Linked DNA regions of Mustela erminea: region 1 is linked to region 2. The links are chromatin contacts, called in public Hi-C maps. All regions are on one chromosome and are shown on one strand. Each heading gives the region's core, a stretch centred on a gene start, on an enhancer-like site or on the middle of the called end of the contact. The rest is flanking DNA. Distances are from core to core; before and after follow the strand shown.

What was found. Hi-C and Micro-C count contacts between places; a contact is called where the count stands out from the background.
Region 1: a contact with region 2 is called in a Hi-C map of fibroblasts, with 9 times the contacts expected there. The contact joins the promoter of FAM43A here to the promoter of XXYLT1 in region 2. A contact is called at or near these places in 3 of 3 Hi-C or Micro-C datasets (fibroblasts, skeletal muscle and spleen).

The regions. Positions count from the first base shown.
Region 1 is chr1:104,770,118-104,776,097 of mMusErm1.Pri, forward strand. It overlaps FAM43A (protein FAM43A), which reads right to left and starts at 3,460. Exons shown (of 1, transcript XM_032337383.1): 1 at 1-3,460. The coding sequence starts at 2,444. The coding sequence ends at 1,155.
Region 2 is chr1:104,316,288-104,322,565 of mMusErm1.Pri, forward strand. XXYLT1 (xyloside xylosyltransferase 1) reads left to right here and starts at 4,129. Exons shown (of 4, transcript XM_032337352.1): 1 at 4,129-4,758. The coding sequence starts at 4,258.

The DNA.
Region 1 (5,980 bases), core at 2,210-4,709, 450 kb after region 2:
CAAAGAGAAAGCAAGGGCTGGCCCCAGCCGCAGCGCCCACCCTGCTGGAGAGCGACAGAGGCCCTGGACTACGCAAACAGCGGGTTCTGGAATCACCTCCAAGCACCGTGAAGGCCAAACCCTGTCCTACCGCGCCATGGCACCAATGGCCAGGCCCTCTTCCAGACCTGTGGCCCCCCAGAATTTTCAGCAGCACTTCCAGACGCTCACCTGTTCTGTGACATTGTCCTCTTTATTCTCTCCCCACTGGCGTGCAAACACAACCAGAGCAGTGCTACTCTTAAAAAATAACAAAATGTTTTATACCCATTTCTGTATATACAGCTGAACAACATTTTACATGTCCCTTTTGCACAGCAAAAGATATAAACATTTAGCTCTGGGAACACAGTTATGTACAAAAAAAAATGTCAAAAATACTTCACAACAGTGCAAAATATTTTACACAGGATCATGGAGGGAGATCTTTTGAGCAGAAGGAAGGTGTGTTTTTAAAGGAAAACTCTTTTTGTTGTTTTAAAGATATTAGACGTCTTTAACTGTAAACAAAATGCAACTTTCTTCCATTTCCCCCCACCTCCATCCCCAAACAATTATTTGAGGAATTTGGCAGAATTTCAAGGGTCTGAGTCTGAGGTAAACAACCCAAGCTCTCGCACCAAAAAGACTGGGGGCAAGGAGGTGGCATTACAGCCTAAAACGTTGCGAGAGAGAGAAAAAAAAATGTTTTTTAATGACATGTCAATGACAGCGCTAGGCCGCTCCCTGTTACTGGGTCCGGTCAGGGGAGGAAATTAACCCCTCTTCCTCAGGCCCCAGCTGCCCCACAAACAGGAAACTGGCCAGCTGGCAGGCATCCCTTGCTAACCAGCGGGCCCTTTTCTCACCGTCTGCCTGCCCTCCACCCTCACGCCCCCAGCCCTGTCTCTCCCTCCGTGCAGTCTGACCCCTAGCACATCTCCACACGCAACCTGAGCCCCGCTTCAAACAGAGCCAAGTGTGCTGAAGGAGAGGGCCAGGGTAACTCTGGGCCTCAAGTGTCCCATTTCCCCTTTCCTGGGGGCGGGCGGGGGACGGAGGAGATGTGTGTTGTCCAAAAGACAGGTGGGGAGTCACGGGGGCGCGAGGGGTGCTCACAGGGGGCTGCTGAGATCTCAACCCGAGTGGGGCTCCTCTGGGTTGGCGCCGTCGTTAGGGCCCGACCGGTCGGCTGCGGTAGCAGGGGAGGTGGCGTCCGGGCCCCCGCCTTCGATGGAGCTCTCGCTGCCGGTACTCTCGCCGGACAACAGGCGCGTCACCCGCAAGTCGGCCTGCAGGCTGCGCACGTCGTTGCCGAAGCTGAGTTCTCCCAGGTCGTTAATAAGCTGAGACAGCTCGGCCTTCATGTCCGAGGCGCTGCCCAGCAGCAGAGGCGGCGGCCCAGCCCCAGGGCCCAGGGAGACCCCGCCACCCCCTAGTGCCTCCTCGCGGCCACTTTCCAGTGTGTCCAGCAAGTCCCCGCATTCCAAGTGCATGGCCACCACCAGCGCTCGCTGCGCCTCGGCCTCTTCCGCTGCCGCGTCCCCCTCCTCAGCACGGTCCACCTCCTCCTCCTCCTCCTCCTCCTCCAGGCAGCTCTCCGTGCGCTCCTCTTCCTCTTCCTCCTGCAGCTCCTGCTCCTGCTGTTCACCGAGCAAGTCCTCGGTGATGGAGCCCAGCTTAGGCGCGCTGCGGCTGCGTTCCACCGGTGGCTTATAGCAGCAGGGTCCGTGCAGGAGCAGCTTGCGCAGAGGCACTAGCGGGATGGTGTGCGCGCCCACCAGCTCCTGCTGCTGGTGACGCGCATCGTCCCTCCGCTTGAGCCGTTTAAATTCCGCCAGCGCGTTGGCCGACGTCTGGTACAGCAGCAGGGCCATAGCCTGAGCCTTCTCGGGCTTGGACACCAGCACCGCGTGGCAGCGCAGCATTACCGCCTTGTGCTTGAGCTCGTGCCGGTATACCCAGGCGAAGACCTTGGGCAGCCGCGCGTCTGCCACGCAATAGGTAACGCGGTGCAGTAGGTAAAGGTGGCCCGGGCGGCGCAGCGCGCGCTCCTCAGCATGCACCATGCGGATACCCTGCGCGCTCACAGTCAGCTTCATCTTAGTGCCCTGACGACCAGCCTCGCTCTTGCTCCAGATCTTGCCCACCGCTAGGTCAGTGCAGCCGTCGCCGCGCGCCTGGATGGTGGTGGCATTGCCCAGGTAGAGCACAGTGTAAGTGGGGTCCTCGCTGGTGATGTGCAGCTTCTTGCGCTTGGAGCGGAACATGCTGCCCACCCGGCTGAGCGCGCCTTCGGGGCACGCCCGCGCCAGCGAACTGAGCGCCGAGTAGTGCAGGCTCACCGCGTAGCCCTTAGGCTTGGACGCCTGCCGTGGCGGCGCCTCGGCCAGCAGCTCGAACTTGTGTTTCTTCCACGGCAGCATCTCCGGAGGGCGCCCCCGCGCAGATGGGCGGCGGCGGCGGAGCGCCGGGTACGAGCCCCGTTGAGCCACCCGCCCTGGCCGGGCTCGGCCCGGGCAAGACAGAAAAATAAAACTAAGCTGGGAGTGGCCCACTGGTAGAGAGGGGCTTAGGGAGTATCGTCCTCAGGGACCCCGCCGAAGTGGGTACGGGTTAAAATTTTAAAAGAGAAGAAAATAATCAGCTGCGAGTTGGGGGCGGGGGGCCGGGGAGGAGCGTGCACAGATTTACCCCAGCCAGGGCAAGGACGAGGGCAAAGAGTCTTAGGCAAGCAAATTGAGAGAAAGACGAAATCAGAGTGGAACGTTAATAAGAGATGCGCGCGCGCAGAGGGAGCCCCAGCCAAAGCAGCCGGGACGGGGCGAGAATATGCAGGAACTCTTCGGTGAACCTGGAAAGGGCCCCCGCGCTCGCTCGCGCTCTCTCTCTCTCTCTCTCTCTCTCTCTCTCTCACACACACACACACACACACACACACTCCCCAAGGCTGGAACTAGAAAGAGCGGAAACTCGATAGCGAGTGTGCCCAGGGGTCCGGGTTCCCTCCCCTAGGGGGTGCTGGAAACCGAGAGCCCCTCGGCGGGGTTGATCCCAGAATGTGCGGCTTGCCCCGAGTGCGGTCAGATGCTGCCCCGGTTGGCCGCGGCGGGCCCGGCGCAGCACTCCGGCGGTGGCTCACTGCATCTTCGCTCCGGCCCGACGCAGGGACTCGGACTCGGCGGGCTCACTGTCCCGGCTGGCTCCGCCAGGGCAGCGTGGGGCGCCGAGGGCGGGGCGCGCGCATGGTCGGCTCCGGGGACGGTCGCTACCTCATTTCTTCCCTCCGGGGGGGGGGGTCCGACTCCGCTCCCGAGGTCCCCAAGGTCTGCTGCCCGCCCTTGCGGCGCGCCCCTCCGGTGCTGCAAGCGGTAGCCGGCTCGCCAGCCTCACATCCTTGCGGTCCCGGAGCAAGATCTCGGGTAAATATAGGCCGGCGCGAACCATTCGCCGCGCGGGGACAGGGGAGGAGCACAGAAGAGGATGCGTTTCGGGCCCGGACGCCCGGCGAGTTCCTGGTCTCTTAAAGGGACCTAGTTGCAGTCATTCGTCGAAGGAAAGGGGAAACCGGTCCAATCCCGCAATTACCTCTCAAATTTACCAGCATCTCATTTATCTACAGGTATCGCCAAGACCCGGGGTTACCCCCTCGGGAAAGGCGACTTGAATTCTGACACTCCACCCTCCGGCTGAATTGCAACTCACTAAATAAATGTGTGTCTACATCGAAACTTCTGGGGGAAGTGGTGGAAGATGGGATTTAGACTAATTTACTATGTAAAGAGGTTGGGGAAAGAGTGGTTCTTTCCTTGTGTGACAGCTCTCTGAGAATGACTGGTGTTGTTTAATAATGTAGTTTTTCACAATTTATTTTTCATTAAAGGAAGCAAGGAAAACAGCGAGACTTATCTTTTAGGGTCTTGGAGCCCTTTCTCCACAGACAAGCAGATAGTGAGAAGTGAGATGTCCTGATGGGGGTGAACAATATTGTACAGAGTCCATAAATAAAGTGTTTCTGTCCTTAATCCCTAGCAGCGGCCCTTCCTGCTCTCAGGCCTCAGAGAAGACTAGTTTTCAGAGACCTATACCATTCCTAAGTAATTCTTATGTGTGGTTAGAACCCATTTTGTTTTCGCAGGCCAGTCATTCCGTTTTATTACATCATTGACACATTTTGGGTGAGAATTCCTAGTGAAAATCCAAATGACATTTTTTATTTCACTAATAATACTCAGCCACCATCCACTAGGAATGACGATCACATTATTATCCTTTTCTCCTGGGCTGCCTGAACAGCATAGCCTCAGTCCTCTGACCAGCATGACCCTTGGCTGGTAACTCATTTCTGGGATCCTCAAACAACAAGCTTGCCTCGGTGATCTGCTCAGTGAAAGCAAAAAGACTTCAACTCTGAGTGTGGGATAAATGTCCAGATGATCTTACATCAAACTGCCAAGTTTGTCCCAGAAGAGGACAATGGAACCCCTTTCCCCAGCAGCCTCATCCCCTGAGGATCTTGGATATCTTTGGCTTCCATGCCAAAACCACTGATTTCAGAACCCCTGCAGCCCCTCCTGGAAATTCTCTGGAGCCCTACCTTTGCCAACTTTTAGCCTTTCTTTTAAATTTAAATAACCTTTCTTTAAATTCTAACCCAATTTTCTCAGACTCATTGGTGCTGAGTTTCAACATACCTTTCCTGAGTACTTTTTGGTGCCAGGCCCTGAGCTAGGAGCAGACCCAGTTCCTGTGTCCAAGGAGCTCCCAGTCCAACAAAGGATGCAAACTGCACCCAGCTCAGGCTTCCGCTAAATCTAGGAGAGCACCCTGTGTCCTCTAGTGCCTGGTACACAAATAGGCACTACTTGCTTGCTGAATTAATGAATGAGATGTGCGCGTGAACAGGAAGACAGAGCAGGCTATGTGCCCTGAGAAAGACCCAATGTACTATGAGAAGCAGGAAGAAGAGAAAGTTCTTTTTGAGTAGGAAAATCAGAACAGGCTCTGCAGAAGGTGATGTGTGAGGAATGAGCAGGCTTTCTCCAAGCAAGAAAGAATTAAAGGGCTTTCTAGATATGGAGGACAGCAGAATTCTAGAACGTGAAAATGCGTGCACACATGCAGATGAGGGTGGAGTTTAATGATTATAACAAGGAGAGAAGAAAGTTTCCCGGTGGTGCTTTTCAGGCCCTCCTAGTCTCTGAGGGAAGGAAGGCCTTTTCATGGCTAAGTCTTGCCCCAGGGTGTGATGCCTTACTTCCCAGCTGCACTAATGGGCTAATGGAGGGACACCAGACCTGGTGCTGGAATGAACTAGTTAGGGACAATAATAAGCCGCTTAAGTCAAGGTGAATTCCTCTTCCGCTCCAATTCCTGGAAAATCTTGCAAAGGCAATCGGGTAGACCGCATGGGCTCCAAACCGAAAAGTCTGGTAAAAAAGCACACCAGATTCACCTGTGTTAAGTGACCCTTGGATGGTCCATAATCTCCAAGTCTAAACTCTACAAGTAGATGTCATGTTCAAGCGGGTACCATTTCCAAGTTGCTCAGAGGTCTGAGGGTCAGAAGGGCTTGGGGAAGACAAGAAAGGGCCAGTGGTGGGAACTAAGGCTGGTCTCAGCTTCCACAAGGGCACCCCCTTCGGCATCAGGTGGTAGCAGGGAGCGCTGGGGACTACAAGGGCAGGGAGGGTTCCACTGGCCAGCCTGGCTTCTCTGAGGCAACGAGGACATCAGTTCTGGGGGCAGAGGCCCACAAAGCTGCTCCTCTGGGCTGGTCTCTGCGACGCCTGGGCGGCCTTCTCAATAAGTTTGTTTTCAACCTTGGGAGGGCAGAGAGGTTCTAGATAAACGTGAACAGTCTGACGTGTGAGTCACAGTCTGTGCTGGGACTCACAGACCCAGGAGGAGGAGGGCCAGGCTGTCTCTTGCTAGCCTGGGCCCAGGGCCTGGACCTGGGCCT
Region 2 (6,278 bases), core at 2,879-5,378:
AACTTTTCTGTGGGACTTGCTTTATTCCATTTCATTTCATTTTCAGAATGGTTCTGTAAAGAGAACCCATACCAATAGTGAGTAAATGTTCTAAATGAAAAGAAACAACCTACTCTTTTCTATTGCAAAACAATGCTTTTTCATGAAGAAAAATGTTCAACAATAAGTAAAAAAGATAATCATCCATAATTCCATCATCTTCCTGTTCTCCCGATATGGTCTCTACTAGCCACATGTGGCTATTGAAATTAACTGAAATTAGACAAAATTAAGAGTTGAATTCTTCTCTCACACTGCTACATTTTAAGAACTCAGCCACATGTGCCTACTGACTACTGTTTTGAACAGGACAGGTTGTAAAACATGCCTATCATTGTAGGAAATTCTGTTGAATAGCATTGAGGGGGAAACTTAATTTCTTGGTATATATCTTTCTAGAACTTTGGGTATGTGTATTTTTGTTAATATACAATGGGACCATACTGTTACCTGCATACTGCATACTGTTTCACTTAATAAATGGGGAACAGATCTTTAAGTCCCTAAGTGTTACACATCACTCTGGGGAGGATTTTCAGTAGTCTTTATTATGGAAAATTTCAAGCATAAACAAAGTAGAATAATTTCAATAGCTAGTAGCTCATGGCTAACATTATTTTATCAATACTACCACCCATTTTTTCTCTTTCCCAGATTTTGAATCAAATCTCAGACATTTCACTAACAAATCATTCAGTATGTATCTCTAAAAGAAAAGTCAATCACAATATCTCATTTCTTTAAACTATAAAATTATATAGTCAGTATTCAAATTGCCCCGATTATATCAAATGTGCTTTTAAAAAATAGATTCTTCAAGTTAGAATCCATAGAAGTTCCATTCATTACAGTTGGCTAATAGGTCTCCTGTGTCTCCTCTAAGTTCCTCATTAATTTTGAAAAGTTTCCACTTGGCAGTTTGTCGAACACATCACTTTTAATAACAGCATCATTATTTTTGTTTAACCACTTTATTGATGAATATTTGATTCTAATTTCTTGCCTTCCTAAATCTAGCTCTGTTTTATCCTTATGGCTAAATGTTTGCATACATTCTTAATTATTTCCTCAGGATGAATTCCCAGAAGTAAAAATGCTGATTCACAATGGGCAGATAAATTTTTGAGGCTCATTCAATGAGTCAGGTATTGGGGATATTACAGTCAAAAAAATAAAAGATGTACTTCTATTTTCTTGACATCCTGCTTTTTGGAATGGAGAAGAATGGGACTGAATAGTTTCGAGCTGGCCCTCGTGGGATTGTTGGAGGATAGTGCCTCACCTGGACACTGAATGGCTTAGTGTCTAGAGACCACTCATCAAGGCAATGACATCTAAGTTAAGGTCTGACGCTGAAGGGGAGTTTGGCTGTGCGAAGATCTAAGGCAGTGCTTTAGAAACTTTGGTCTGTAAAAGATGGGTTATTGAGGCCCAGGCTCACTGATGATTCATAGGGCCTGATTCTCTGTGTTTTTACCTAGCTCCCCAGGTGCTTCCAAGTCCAACCAAAATCTGGGAACCTCCGTCTTGGAGAGAAACATTCATCACAACAGGAGAGAATTGAGAATGCTCTTAGGGCGCAGAAAGATTTTAGTTATTGCCAGAGTGCCTTCCAGAAAAGTACCCACCCTTCATCTGCTGTAGAGGAAAGTGTTTCTTTCTCTGTATCCTTGACAGTATTGGGTACTAGTCAATATGAAAAAAGTCCGATCATCTACCCAATATTACAGATGGAGAAACCAATTACCTCTAATATCTGGTCAGAAGTCTTGACCAAAGTGAAAACTGGCACACTACATACCTTTCCTTATTCTATTTTTTCCTGCTAGAATATAAGCTCTATGAGGGCAGAGATTTCTGTTTTCTTTCACTGGTATAATCCTCAGGCACTACGTGCATGATACTCGGGTCATTTGTTACCTGTTGAATAAATGGCCACCTTCAACTCCTGTTTTAGTTTCCAGCCAGCAATATATTTCAGGAAGTTGCAACATTTTTCTTTATGGTCAAAGAATTGGGAATAAAAAATTAACATGAAGTTAAGACTAGTCTCAAGTATTTTCCTTTCTATGTAAAATTTAAATTATCTTGTCACTCCTCTTTTATCCATAAATACCAGGAGTAGTGATCTTGTAAAGGTCTGAAAAGTAAAATAATTGAATAAATTCTAGAATAACTGGCATAAGGAAAAACCACATTATTGATGTGAAGGTGAGGGCCACAACTCCAGATTTTTTACTAGTGAACAATTAGAATATAATATAGCTGTAGCACACTGCTATGGGGATAATACAAAACATATAATAAAGTCTTAACGGAGATTTGTAGTTTGGTATTTGTTATTACCCTGGAAAAGCTATGGTCGCCATATTTGGGTACTTGTTGGCTATTTTGCCCTTTTGTAGAGTTTGGTGTTTCTAGCATATTTTGTATTGTTTGCTAAGTGTTAGGCACAGTTCTGCTTTTTATGTATTGTCTTATAATCCTATAAGGCTCAGGTACTAGTATTAACCCTGTTTTCCAAATGGATCTTATTGAAGCTCAGATTAAGGATCCTGTCTGAAGTCTAATAATTAGTCATGTTAGATTAACTTGGAGAACTAGCTCTTGTAACCAATATCTGCTGAAGGTTGTGGTAACATACACACAACCCAGGGCTTGAATTATTGCTTTCAGTGTGAGTCTTGGCTAAAAGCTTATGCATTGGCAGAAGTAAGATTTGGGTTGAGATCTGGCTCTATTACTAGCCAGCTAAATTCGCGCAATATATGCTTTAAACCTCAATTTCCTCAATTGTAAAGTGCAAATAATACCTCTGCTTCTTAGGGTTGTGAGGATTAAATAAAGTAAGAGCCCATCAGTTGAGTGAGTTAATTTAGCTACTGGGTTACCTTCCTACCCCCACAAGGTAATTAGTATGTATTGATCTTTTCACTCAGCCCACTTTAGAGTTCCAATTTTTTTTTTTTCAGAAAACTGTTACTCCAATTGAAAAAAACAAGAGTTAAAAATGAGATGCATTGTGGGGCGCCTGGGTGTTTAAGTCGGTTGAGTGGCTGCCTTTGGCTCAGGTCATGATCCCAGGGTCCTGGAATCGAGCGGCATCGGGCTCCCTGCTCGGTGGGGAGCCTGCTTCTACCTCTCCTTCGGCCACTCTACTTGTACTCTTTCTCTGTCAAATAAATTTAAAAATCTTAAAAAAAAAAAAAAAGATGCGTTGTAGTTCGGGGTACCAGTCACTTCCACCAATAAGAGCATGGCACAGTAAACGGCTGAGTGATAATTCGTATGTGCATTTGCCCATGCATTTTCACCTCCGCGACCTTCAAGAATGCAGATCATTTGTACATGTTTAAATGCTGTAGTATTATCATCAGTCCTTAGAAGACTGAAGTTAATGAGTTTTTATGTAGTTGCCAAGTGTCCCAGCTGTCTAAGGTCAAAGCCGAGTGACCTTGAACAAGTTACCTCAGTGTGCCTCAGTTAAAATTTTGAAAAACGACTTGGCACGTCTTGAGATTCTCTTAAGGTATTATAAAAGTCTCCAGCGTTACTTCCTGGGACTTTGGAAACTATCTTCAAGTCGTGGGCAGCGAGTCCCCTGCTGGCCACATCCTTTACATGGCCTCAGGTGCCAGTGGGTTGGGCAGGCCATTTGCACCTTAGGTGGCATTTCTCATTTACCGTGAATGAGGAAGGAGCGTGTTTAAACTCCCTAGCCCCAGCTAGTCTCCCAGGTGTGAAAGGAGTCGGCGGGGAGAGGACTTCAAGCCTCCAAACATTTCGGGGAGAAAGGTTCAGAAATAAAATTTTTCCCTTTTTGTGCGTCCAGTTTAGTGTTTTTGCTGACGAACGTCCTGCGTCGGGGCGCCTCTATACCTTTCAAGGCACAGCTTCGATTTATAGCGTCTGGGTCTGGGCATTTAGGACGCCCAATTTCAAGAGACCTTCCTTGCAGCCCCGCTGGCTTTCTCGAAGTCTCAGTCCTCACCCACCACCCGATCCTTCCCGTCTTGAATCCCGCTAAATCTAGGACCCAGCGGCTGCCAAGCAGCCCTGGCCCCGCCTCTCCGCGCATCAGCACCCGCGGATTGGTTCCGGGCGGCGAGGCCCCGCCCCCGCCATGGCCGCTGCCCGCCGCTTGGGTCACTAAGTGGCTGCCAGGGTGCTGGTGTCCGCTGCCGTTCCCCCGCTGCTCTGTCTCCGGGCGGGTGGTGCATGGGTCGGCGAGGCGGCCCCTCATGTTCTCGGGCCATGGCGCGCCTGGCCGCTGTGCGCTCCCACTACTGCGCGCTGCTGCTGGCCGCGGCGCTGGCCGTCTGTGCTTTCTACTACCTCGGCTCGGGCCGGGAGACCTTCTCCAGCGCCACCAAGAGGCTGAAGGAGGCCCGCGCCGGGGCCCCCGCCGTGCCCTCGCCGCCCGCGCCGGAGCTGGCGCGGGGCTCCGTGGCGCCGGCCCTGGGGGCCAAGGCCAAGAGCCTGGAGGGCGGCGGGCCGGGGCCGGTGGACTATCACCTGCTGATGATGTTCACCAAGGCGGAACACAACGCCGCGCTGCAGGCCAAGGCCCGAGTCGCGCTCCGCTCCCTGCTGCGCCTCGCTAAGTTCGAGGCGCACGAGGTGCTTAACCTGCACTTCGTGAGCGAGGAGGCCAGCCGTGAGGTGGCCAAGGCTCTGCTGCGGGAACTGTTACCGCCAGCCGCCGGCTTCAAGTGCAAGGTGAGCGGGGCTGCGGCCGGGGGCTCCTGGAGGATGGCCCACCCTATACATTCATCTGTCCCCCCCAACCCCCATTGCCCCAGCTTTGCCTGAAACGTGGAAACGTGTTTCTCGGTGTGCTGGAGGCAGCCTTCGGGAGGCGTGCCCAGGAGCCAGAAGCACTCAGCCGGTGCGGGAGTGCTGCGGGGCGTGGACTCACTACCCTGACCCGTGCCCCACCCGTTAAGTCCCTCTTCTCCCGAGATTTGGCTCGCCCCCTCTCTGCTGGCGTTGCAGGATTCTGCACTGCCTTCGCAGTCTGCACTTTTTATTCTCAGTCTTTGACTTTTGCGGTTGGAACGGGTCGTTTGAAGGCAGTAGTCATCTGATGCGAAGTCTGTGGCCAGGGTCTTAGTGAGGTCGCGTGAATTGAAGTTGCAGTGATATTTCTCGTATTAAAGTCAGAACTGCCTAAGCGGAAACCCAGACATTGTGAACCACCTCATCCCCTCTCTGTACCTTCTTCTTACCTAGTCTCCAGGGTCACGAACCTATTTAGAGAAGCCACCAGTCACTCTGAGGGAGGAAGCAGAAGCTCTAAGAGGTACAGATACGATCTGGGGCGAGCACAGCAGAGCTAGCCACCTTGTCCCAGGCTGGGCCAACCTGCTTCGTTGGCAACTCTGCTCCCACCTCTCTCCCTCATCTCCCATGATCTCCCAGCTCTGCTTGTCAGAGATTGGCTTCCTGGCTTAGTGTTAATTGCTTCAGTCAAGTTGCTAGCCTCATTTTGACCTCATAGTTGCACAGAGGGCATCCAAGGTCTGATTTTTGGATAAGACTAGGAGGTGATCTTAAAGGATGGAGACTGATAGTGGGGGAAGGGGTCGTGAGGTAAGAGTAATGTTCCATGTGTTTGTGTCCAGTGATTGATGGGGGATCTGCTGCCCAGATCCTGCAAGGTTCAGGGGTCTCTGGCAGCTCAAGTCCCAACTTCCAGGAAGGCTGCGTTGTGGGCCTGGCCCTTCTCTCCAGCCTTGCTTTTCGTCCTCCCGTGTGCACCTTAGATCTTGAGTGTGTTGACTGTGCCTTTTAAAGATGAATTCTCGCCCAGGATGTCCTTCCTTTCCTCCTGGGTCCTTGGCCACTCTTTACTTAGCTTTCACCGTCCCGGGAATGTCCCTAGACTTGGGGACCGTCTGTGCCCAGCCTTCCACAGCTTTCCATTCCTGCTTCTCCTCATAGCCCACAAAGTCTGTCTCTTGTCCAGAACAAGTAAACCTGTCTGGAGCACCCACCATAGTCAGGGAAGGGCTCCCGGGCCTGGACTTCATGCTGTAGGAGACCCAGAATCCAGGTTCTTGACCCACTCTCTGACCTGGGGTTTTTCAGCCTGGGACCCATCACATTTACCTAATTGGAATCTCAAGGTGAGACCTGGCAGCCTGTCCCAGGTGATCCCTAGTACTCTAATGCTTGAGAAACGCTGTGCTGGCCGAGGGAGAAAACTAAGGGCACTTGATCAAAGGGCCAGTCTGGGC